Regions from separate parts of the Zea mays genome. Here region 1 is linked to region 2. Evidence: chromatin contacts called from public Hi-C data. All regions are on one chromosome and are shown on one strand. The core of a region is the stretch at or near the end of the contact, and the rest is flanking DNA. Distances in the headings are between cores, read along the strand shown. Region 1 holds the start of LOC100217115 (adenylate cyclase). Region 2 holds the start of LOC100384296.

Region 1 (4,577 bases), core at 716-3,215, 130 kb after region 2:
AGCAGCTTTAATAATATAGAAATGTCTAGACATATAGTAAAGACAATGTATCTTGAAAATAGTCTTATCCTCCATGTGGTATCTCCTGACCATACTTATAGAAGATTATATTTATCTCAACTAGAACTATTAATACTATCCATGATGCCTCGTATATGAACAAGAGAGTAGCTATTCTTCCCATCCGGATGTCCAAAGCAGCCCACGACAGGAGGCTGTTGCCGCCTTGCTACCAGACCATCGAACCGCCAGTCCTCTCTTTCCCTCCAAAACCTCCCCCCACCCTTGGTAACCTTAAATCCAGCACCTCAATCGGCAGCTATACAAGTTCTAAACTGTTGGCTTGCTTGTGGTTGTAGCATTGGCTCTTAGGGGGCGTTTGACAGAGCTCCCTCCGCTCCCAACGAGAATCACTCCGGCCGAGCCAAACGATAAAAATCTAAACTGCTCTATGGTGAGAGTGGAGTGAATCTAGCCTCTATCTTTTACTAGAAAGTAGGAGCCAAAAAAACCCTGCTTCCCACCCAACCTGCTCCCCACTCTCTTAACTTCTCATAAACCACTTTACAGGCTATTTGATAAACGGTTTTCGCTAAATAGATTCACTTCCGGTAGAGAATCAATCGGAATCACTCGGAGCTAGAGAATCATGAAACGTAGATCTACCAAACGAGCCCTTGTACTGCACTGCAACTGTCTGTCTGTCTCGGTCCATGACCATGATTATCAGCATCGGACCAATATAATGTTTGTTGTTCATGAAGATATGCTATGTAAATTTGCCCGAACAAGGTAACAATACTGAACGAAGGTACAGTACTGAAATACCAAGCTGGTAGGGCTGTTGTCCCATAGATTTTGGGAGAAATTGGATTTGACCAGACTCAGGATTATGTTCCGTTGCCACAAAACCAAAACCATACACTAACCAAATATGAGAAGCCACACTTATTTTTGTCATTATTCAAAGCGTCACTGACATTCCATTCAAGTTGTTCAAATGCAGCTTAATGGCACGAAGAAGGGAAATACCAAGAACGGACAAGGCTATGCCTAGTCAAGGAAGCAGCTTCCCTGTCATGAAGCAGGCGAACTTGCTGTTCCGACAGTACTCGTAGGGCACGCCGGCCACCGTGAGCAGTCGCTCCAGCACCTCCTTGACCCGGTCAGGCTCCGCCGTCTCGCACTCGAGCTCGTACCTGGTCCCAAAGTCGAACCGCGTCTCGTCGAGCTCCAGCACGAGGCCGCCGCCGCCGTCCTCAAGCTCGTACTCGTAGACAGCGCGCGTGTTCCCGAAGCCGCCGAGGCAGAGGAAGGGGGCGGCGTCCCCGCCGACGCCGTACTCGGCGGCGACGAGGCGGATGATCGGCGAGTCGAGGCCGCCGAGGCGGGCGGGGTCGTCGGCGCAGGCGACGGCGAGCGCGGGCTCGAGGGGCTCCTCGATCTCCTCGACGCGGCTGACGCCGGCCTCGATCCGCGGGCGGCGCTTGAGCGCGAGGACGGCGCGCGAGGGGCCGCGGTCGTCGGGCCCGTCGTAGAGGCGGACGCGGAGCGCGGCGGTGGCGGCTCCGAGCGTGCGCGCGGCGTCGTCGAAGAAGAGGTTCCGCTGGGCGTGGGTGCGGCGGAGGCGGGGCGCGAGGAACGCGGACAGGCGGCGGTGCGCGGCGGCGTCGGGGAGGCGGAGCTTGATCTCAACCTCCATGGGGTGGATGGGGTGGTCGCGGGTTCGGGGCCGGAGCCGGCGGGGTGGAGAGGCCGATGCCGATGCGTTGGGACTTGGATGGCACGGCGCCGGGCTTCGGGTGGAGGAATTGGAGCAGGGGATTGGAGGTCTGCGGGCCAAGGACTGGAGACGGAGTGGTGTAACCGGAAGGATCCTTGGTGGTGGTGGCTGCCGCGGCGGCGCGGAGGTGGTCTTCGAGCTCGTCGCGGTCGGAGGAGGTGAGCTCGATGCGGGTTGGGTTGCGGCGCAGCATTATTGGCGGATGATAAGATGGAGACGGAGGAGGACTGGTTCCTGGTTGGTTTGGTGGTCAGCGAGCAGGGCCAAAGCGACTCCCAATTAGTTACGCAGGCCGTGCCATCATTTATGGACTCAGCACTCAGCCCAAGCACGGCACTGGGCTGTTTAGGCGTACTTGGGCCGGCCCGTTGAGCCTGACAGTCGAGTAGGTCTTGCCATTTATCACACAGATGAACCCAAAAAAAACACACACACACAACACCATAGATCTAACAAAAGAATGCCGTGGATCTTGCCATGCTTGAGAAAAAAGAGATTGAAACACAAATCAAAATGATGTCATGGATCTTGCTGTTGCTGCTTGCCGTGGGTGGCATGTGCACGCGTGTTTGCACATTTTTGGGACAAAAAAAGCATTCAAGATGACATATATACATTCGCTAAGCTTGTTGGCAACACCATTTTCCCCTTATTTCTCAAGATGACATAACACTTTGAAATACTGTCACATGCACTTCATTATTGTAAGGAGAAAGAAAAAGAAAAGAAAAGAAAAGAAAAATGGTGTCGTCGTCGATCGTCATGCATGCAAATTAAACTGCTGGTCCAGGCAGATATGGAGATGATCGACTTGTTGGTCATGGAGTGAAGAGCGGGATGGCACGGAGGGGCATAGCGGGTTCAAGTAATATGGAACTCTTCTCTCTGAGGACGTCGTCCACAGGCGTCATGGCGTCGTCGCCGCACAGCTTCCACTCAACCCTGTACAGGAGTGAGGCCAACACCAGCGGCACGAACCGTGCAGCCAAGTCCATTCCGGGGCACACTCTACGCCCAGCACCGAACGGGATGTAGGAGAAGTCCGAGCCCCTGAAGCTCAATGGCCGGCCGCCGCCGCCCAAGAATCTCTCGGGCACGAACTCCTCTGGCTCCGGCCAGGAGGTTGCGTCCCTTCCGAGAGCCAACAGGTTGACCATAATGCATGTGCCTTTGGGCACCCAGAAACCGCCCAGTGACATCCCGTCGTCTGTGACCACCTCCCGCGGCAACATCGGCAAGGAAGGGTGCAGCCGCATGACCTCCTTCACCACGGCGTGGAGGTAGGGGAGCTCCTCCAGGTCGCTCTCTTCCACAAACTCCTTGGAGCCTAGACTCGCGGCGAGCTCGGCGCGCACCTTCTCCAGCTTGTCCGGGTGGCGAAGCAGCCTCCTCATAGCCCATTCCACGGCAATCCTGGTGGTGTCAGTGCCGGCGAGAAAGATATCCTGTATATTTTATGTATTATTTTATTTTACATTTAGTATATATATAAATGTGTGTGTATAATGCATGCAGCATGTGCTTATATACCGCTAAGAGTTTGGAGATGTCTGCACGCGTGATCTCCGACCTGGCGTGCCGGGCGAGGAGGACGCCCAACATGTCCTCCTCCTCGTCTGTACGACGACCTCTGGCTAACCGGCTCTCCATCTCTTGGTCGAAGACCTTATAGAGCTCGGCCATATATCTGGAGCCGCTGCGACGCAAGCCAAAGAGGTCAAGCGGCGCGAGGAACGGGAAGGCGTCCGAGATGTTGGGTGTGGCCCAGTCCTGGTTGATCGCTCTTGTGATGGCCCTGTACACCTGCCCCCATCGCCGTGATCGTCCCTGCTCGTCGTCGTCGTGTGGGTGCGGCATGCTCAGGTCGGCCAGGTCCCTAGAGAAGAGGATGTTGGAGACATTGTTGACCATGGTGCCATACACGGCCTCCCCGACCGCCATCGGCTGCCCAGAATAGGCTCTGCTGAGCTCGGCGAGCTGCCGGGCGTGGCGGTCCCGGATGTGCCGTGTCATGCCGAGGCGGCTCGGCCCGGAGGACATGCGGGCACCGATCGTGGCGCGGTGCTGCTTCCACAGCGGGCTGGAGCTCGGGAGGAAGAACACGGACCCCGCGTCGTGCGCCAGGCCACGCGCGCTGTCGGGCACCATCCGGGCAGCGACCGCGATGTCGTTCTTGCCTAGGGCTTCGCGGGCCGCGGCCGGGGACGACACCACGACGATGATGCGGCTCGTCGCCGTGCCTTGCCGGAAGGACACGATCGGCCCGTACTTCTCGGCTAGGTCGGCCAACGCGCGGTGCGGATTGTGACGCAACGCCGCGAAGAAGTAGAAGGCGTTACCGATGAGGGGAAGCTTCGGAGGGCCAGGGGGAAGCGGAAGAGAAACAGATGCATCGTCGTCGTCGTCCCTTCGATCTCTCTTGTGTTTAGCGACAAGGACGACTCGGCACATGGCATGAATGGAGATCACAGCCACTGCTGTTCATTTGAGGGTTTTTCCCTTTATTTTCTTTATTAAAAAAAAAATATGAGGCAGTCGACTGGGCCGCTCAAGGCCTAGAGGCCGAGCAGCCCAGCTAGCTGCCGGCATGGGCGAGCGTGCGCAAGGGCATCGCAGAGGCCTGCGATCGTGCGGCTGGGGGCAGAGGCAAGGAAGGTACGCCAGTGCCTTGGGTGAGCAGATGGCTCGGCGGCGGCGGTTTTTCCGCTCCAATTCGTGCGCGATGCTGGTAAGATCTGCCGTGATTTGCGATCTTCCCTGGGCTATCTCCTCCAGCTCGGCTCCTTAAAATGGG
Region 2 (4,082 bases), core at 149-2,648:
TCTTCGACAGGGTGTTCTCACTTTTTTTAATTGGTTCGTTCCCCCCTGCAGTTTTAATTTGCACTGTCGGAAACAGTTCCCTGCCGATGAACTCGCTACTAGTGTTTTTGATGCTATATACAGGTAGTGGTGCTTCTGCATTATATATGTCTATATCACGGGGACGCTGAGCTATGCAATAGATATATATCTTAATAAAACTAGAGAGCTGCTGCTTGTATTTGTATATACCTCTAGCTGCTCATGCAGCCGTCTCTGGACTTCGATCTGCATCTGGAGGGCTTCACTTATGTGCATTGACCTGCCAGATTACCGAACCGTGTCACACCTTCTGAAGGTTGGAGAAGAATGCATCCAGCTGTTAACAAATTTAGCTGGCTTCTTCGCTCCTCACCTGTTTATCTGCGGCGGTTCTAGGTTCAGGTGCGGCGGCGGCGGTGGTGGCGGCGGTGAAGCACTCCCTTGGCATAGGGCGTTGTCTGCTCCCGTCCGGCAGCCTACCAACGCTGCGAAACAGAGGCAAGCAGGCTTAGCACATCTCTCGCACTGGACTGGACGGCTGGGGTTTCAGTTACTTGAGCTACACTGTATTAAGAAGCATTTATATATGCAGCCTACCATTCTTTGCGCTGGCAGTATGAGCTTGGGCCTGGAGGTTCTTGCTGAGTCTGTATTTCTATGAGACAAACAGAAAAAGAAAAAAAAACACATCTATCTTAGTTTGTGACGACGGGAAGCCAAAATTTGTTTTCCATGCCATACCATTCCATACTCTGACAGCAACAGCAGTATCTGATCGAGATGTACGCACGTACGTACCTGGAGATGGCTCTTGAGATGGTACAGGGTGAGTCCAGGGATCCCCATGAGCCTCATGATGGTTTTCGGCGTGGCCTCTGCGAGAGTTTGGACATGCATGCACGCGGGCTTAATTTAGAAGAAGAGGTAATCTACCATCACAAAGGCTCTGTGCCATGTTTGTGCCGTGTGTATACGAGCTAGCGTTTTGGTACTCACTGTCTGGGCCTCCGAGCTGATGCACCGCCTCAACAAAACGCTCGTGCAGCTCGGGTGTCCATTTCAGGCGAGGCTTAGCATCGGTGGAGAGGACGAGCCCTGCATCTCCGCCGCCGCCGCCGCCGCCTGCTCCGTGCAGGAGGAACTGCTTCTCAGGAGGTAAGCCTGGCCTTGACGAGGACAGGTGCTGGTTATGGGTGTGGAGCTGTTGCTGATGATACATCTGCTGCTGTCAGCCTGCAGAACTCCAGGTCAGTACGTTTCTTGCTCTGCTCCACCAGTCATCATCAGGTAAAGAGAGAGAGAGAGAGAGAGAGAGAGAGAGAGAGAGTGGAGCGAAGCACATGAGATCCTCACCTGTACGTTAGTTGTTCAGCTCCTGTTATGTACTGAAATGTCTGGTTGCGGGCATTCCTGACTGGTGGGATATATATCCTTGGCAGCTTTTACCGGTGTAGCTCAGTCAGTGGCAGTGCGTCCTCTATTTGTAGAAACCAAAGAGGTGTTTGTTTGTGTGGTGTGGTCTTCTCTCTTCTGGGAGTGAGTGAGTGAGTGAGACAGACAGCCTTTAATTTAATTTGGCTTCTGAAAACTAAACTACCGACCTCCTGTCTCCTCTTGCCGAGATGTTATGTTACGCAGCAGACTCCCCCGGCCGTCTGTCTGTCTTATAAGGCAAGAGGACCGGCTGGATCGGAGAATGTGGAATCATCTGAAGAAGCACTCAACCCCCCTGATCGACTGCCCAATCTCTGCAGCAACTGAAAAAGAGATATTATCCTTATTCCCCCCCGGCCCACCACACCCTGCAGTCCTTTTTTCTTTCTCAACTCCAGCAACAACCCGGCCCTCTCTCTCTCTCCCCCTCTCGCTCTTGCCTTGTGTGTTCTCATCATGAACAGCTTTTGGTTGAAATTACTTGCCACATGAGAACGACGAAGGGCGAAAGCGAAGCACAACAATCTTTTTCATTCTCCTCTTTGGTTTTCCTTTTTCTTTTGGAGGAGGAGGAGGAGAAAAAGAAAGAAAGAAAGAAACCCTAGAGATTATTCTGCGTGGTCTGCAATATAATCTGACGATGTCGCTGTAGAAACTTGGCAGCAGCCCCCCTCTCTAGCTCAGATTCCTCGATGATATCGATATCTTATTATTAGTTCGAGAACCAGTTCCAGTCTCCACTGAGTTTCTGGCCTCCAGTTTTGCCGAAACGAAAGGGGCGGTCGATCCATCGACCAGCTAGCTAGCTAGCTAGCAGAGCTGCTCGTCGTTGTTGTTAGGATCCATGGTCCGTGATCGCATGTAGTAGCTTACGTACTGTTGGTTGCTAGCTGTTGGGCTGTATGTATGCACCAGTTGAGAAGCAGTACGGGATGGCCATACGATGGATGTCGGTTACGTACGTGGACGGCCAAAGCTTGAAACTTCCCTTCTTTTTGACTGCAGCTAGGCATCATCCATCCGGAAGAAGAATTGCGAGAAAAGCTTGGCATACACACACACAGATAAAGCGCGCGGCCGGGAGCTGTGGCCATTGTATAAGATCGAACGCCTTCTTGGGAGACGGACGGACGGCACAAAGGCAAGGGAATGGAATAACAGGGGGGGGATAAGGCATAGGATTCTCGCCTGTTGGTGTGGTGTCTCCTTTGGTAAGTTTGGCACCACCAGCTTAGCTTAGCTGAGCTAAGCTGAGCTAAGCTCAGCTACTGGGGGCAGCCAACTGCCAAAGCCCAAAGGGTTCATGGTAAGGCAATTAATAGGCTGTATCCGTGTGTGCACTTTGAAGCCGGTGCCGTAACTTCACCTGCTGTGCGTACATGACATGCATGCATGGGGGGCAGCAAAGCATATATACAAAACAAAAGCGGGCTTAAAATGCATGGAGCAGCCCCTGGTTTCTTGGATTGCGCCCTCGCTGTATCCTCCTCCTCCTTTTGCTTTTTATGCTCTTGCACTTGTTCTGACCGTGATTTATCTGTCCTCCGTCTCCATGCAGCAGACGATGATGATGATGCTTAATTACATCGAGCATGCAACTGCATGTAGCCGGCCTTTTGGACGCCTTTGCCTTCCAGATGGCCGTGTGTGTCCCACATAGCAGTATCTCTAGTTATGATGCATACGTCGTGAGCACGCATGATTGCATCAGCTAGCGAAGCTTCTAGTCTCCGTGGCCGCGCCAGGGCATGCATGCATGTGAACGAAGAACAGCATCTCATGTTTCTCGCAGCAGAGTGGTCGGTTTATATCTTGATTGGTTGTTCAGCCAGAGGTGAAGCAAGCTACGGAGGCGACACGTGCACTGCGCCAAGAACGACGACGACCCACACCGCCAGGAGTGACTAGTGACCATTGCGTTCAATTCGATGTGCTCTCTTGGAATAAGTTGGCGAGCGAATCATCATCCTTGCGACTAAATAACCAAGCGAGATATACACACACTAAGATAAGCAACGAGGGCTTTATTTGTTCGGTTGCACATATATATATGGTATCTATACCATGCATGTGCAGTGCCTCATTGTTGAGGAATTGGAATTGGATTGGATTGGAGCGAGGTCGATCGAGGAATGTGTGCGCTGCTGTGCATATATTCTGTCCTGTTCCGTCTCCAAATAGCTGCTCAGTACATGATTCTCTGACCATTGGCTCCCGCGAGTTTCTCACCAAAGATGACCGCCTAGCTGCTCCATGAACATAAGAAGAAATCGATCCAGACCACGCAGTTTAGTAGTGTAGTATATATTCCCCCGGCCGGGCATTAGCTCAGTTTGATTGATGCCGCCGTAGAGCTTGCAATGGGATTAATACAAGCTCATCGATCCCTTTTTCTTTGTTCCGTTCTTATATTATATCGTGTATATATATATATTTGGCGAAAGATTGTGTTCGGTTGTTACTTGTTTAAGTGTCTGGGTATCTTATGCTTTTGTTTCTCTCGATCCCTTTCTTCTCCATGCCTTTGCAAATCGCAGCAAGCTCTTTGGTGTGGTGGCGGGTTTCATCTTGATGCGCGGGCAGGCTCGTGACAGGGAATATTGTGGGAAAGAGGCTGGGAATTGTAT

What was found. Hi-C and Micro-C count contacts between places; a contact is called where the count stands out from the background.
Region 1: a Hi-C map of leaf shows a contact between it and region 2, with 2.7 times the contacts expected there. The contact joins the promoter of LOC100217115 here to the promoter of LOC100384296 in region 2. A contact is called at or near these places in 4 of 25 Hi-C or Micro-C datasets (ear, leaf and tassel) and 1 of 3 datasets of contacts at active chromatin or transcription factors (leaf).

What each region holds. Positions count from the first base shown.
Region 1 is chr7:182,940,597-182,945,173 of Zm-B73-REFERENCE-NAM-5.0, forward strand. LOC100217115 (adenylate cyclase) reads right to left here and starts at 1,966. Exons shown (of 1, transcript NM_001143483.2): 1 at 735-1,966. The coding sequence starts at 1,702. The coding sequence ends at 1,058.
Region 2 is chr7:182,811,484-182,815,565 of Zm-B73-REFERENCE-NAM-5.0, forward strand. LOC100384296 reads right to left here and starts at 1,399. Exons shown (of 7, transcript NM_001176855.1): 1 at 1,375-1,399; 2 at 1,018-1,254; 3 at 820-896; 4 at 619-676; 5 at 395-506; 6 at 232-301. The coding sequence starts at 1,240.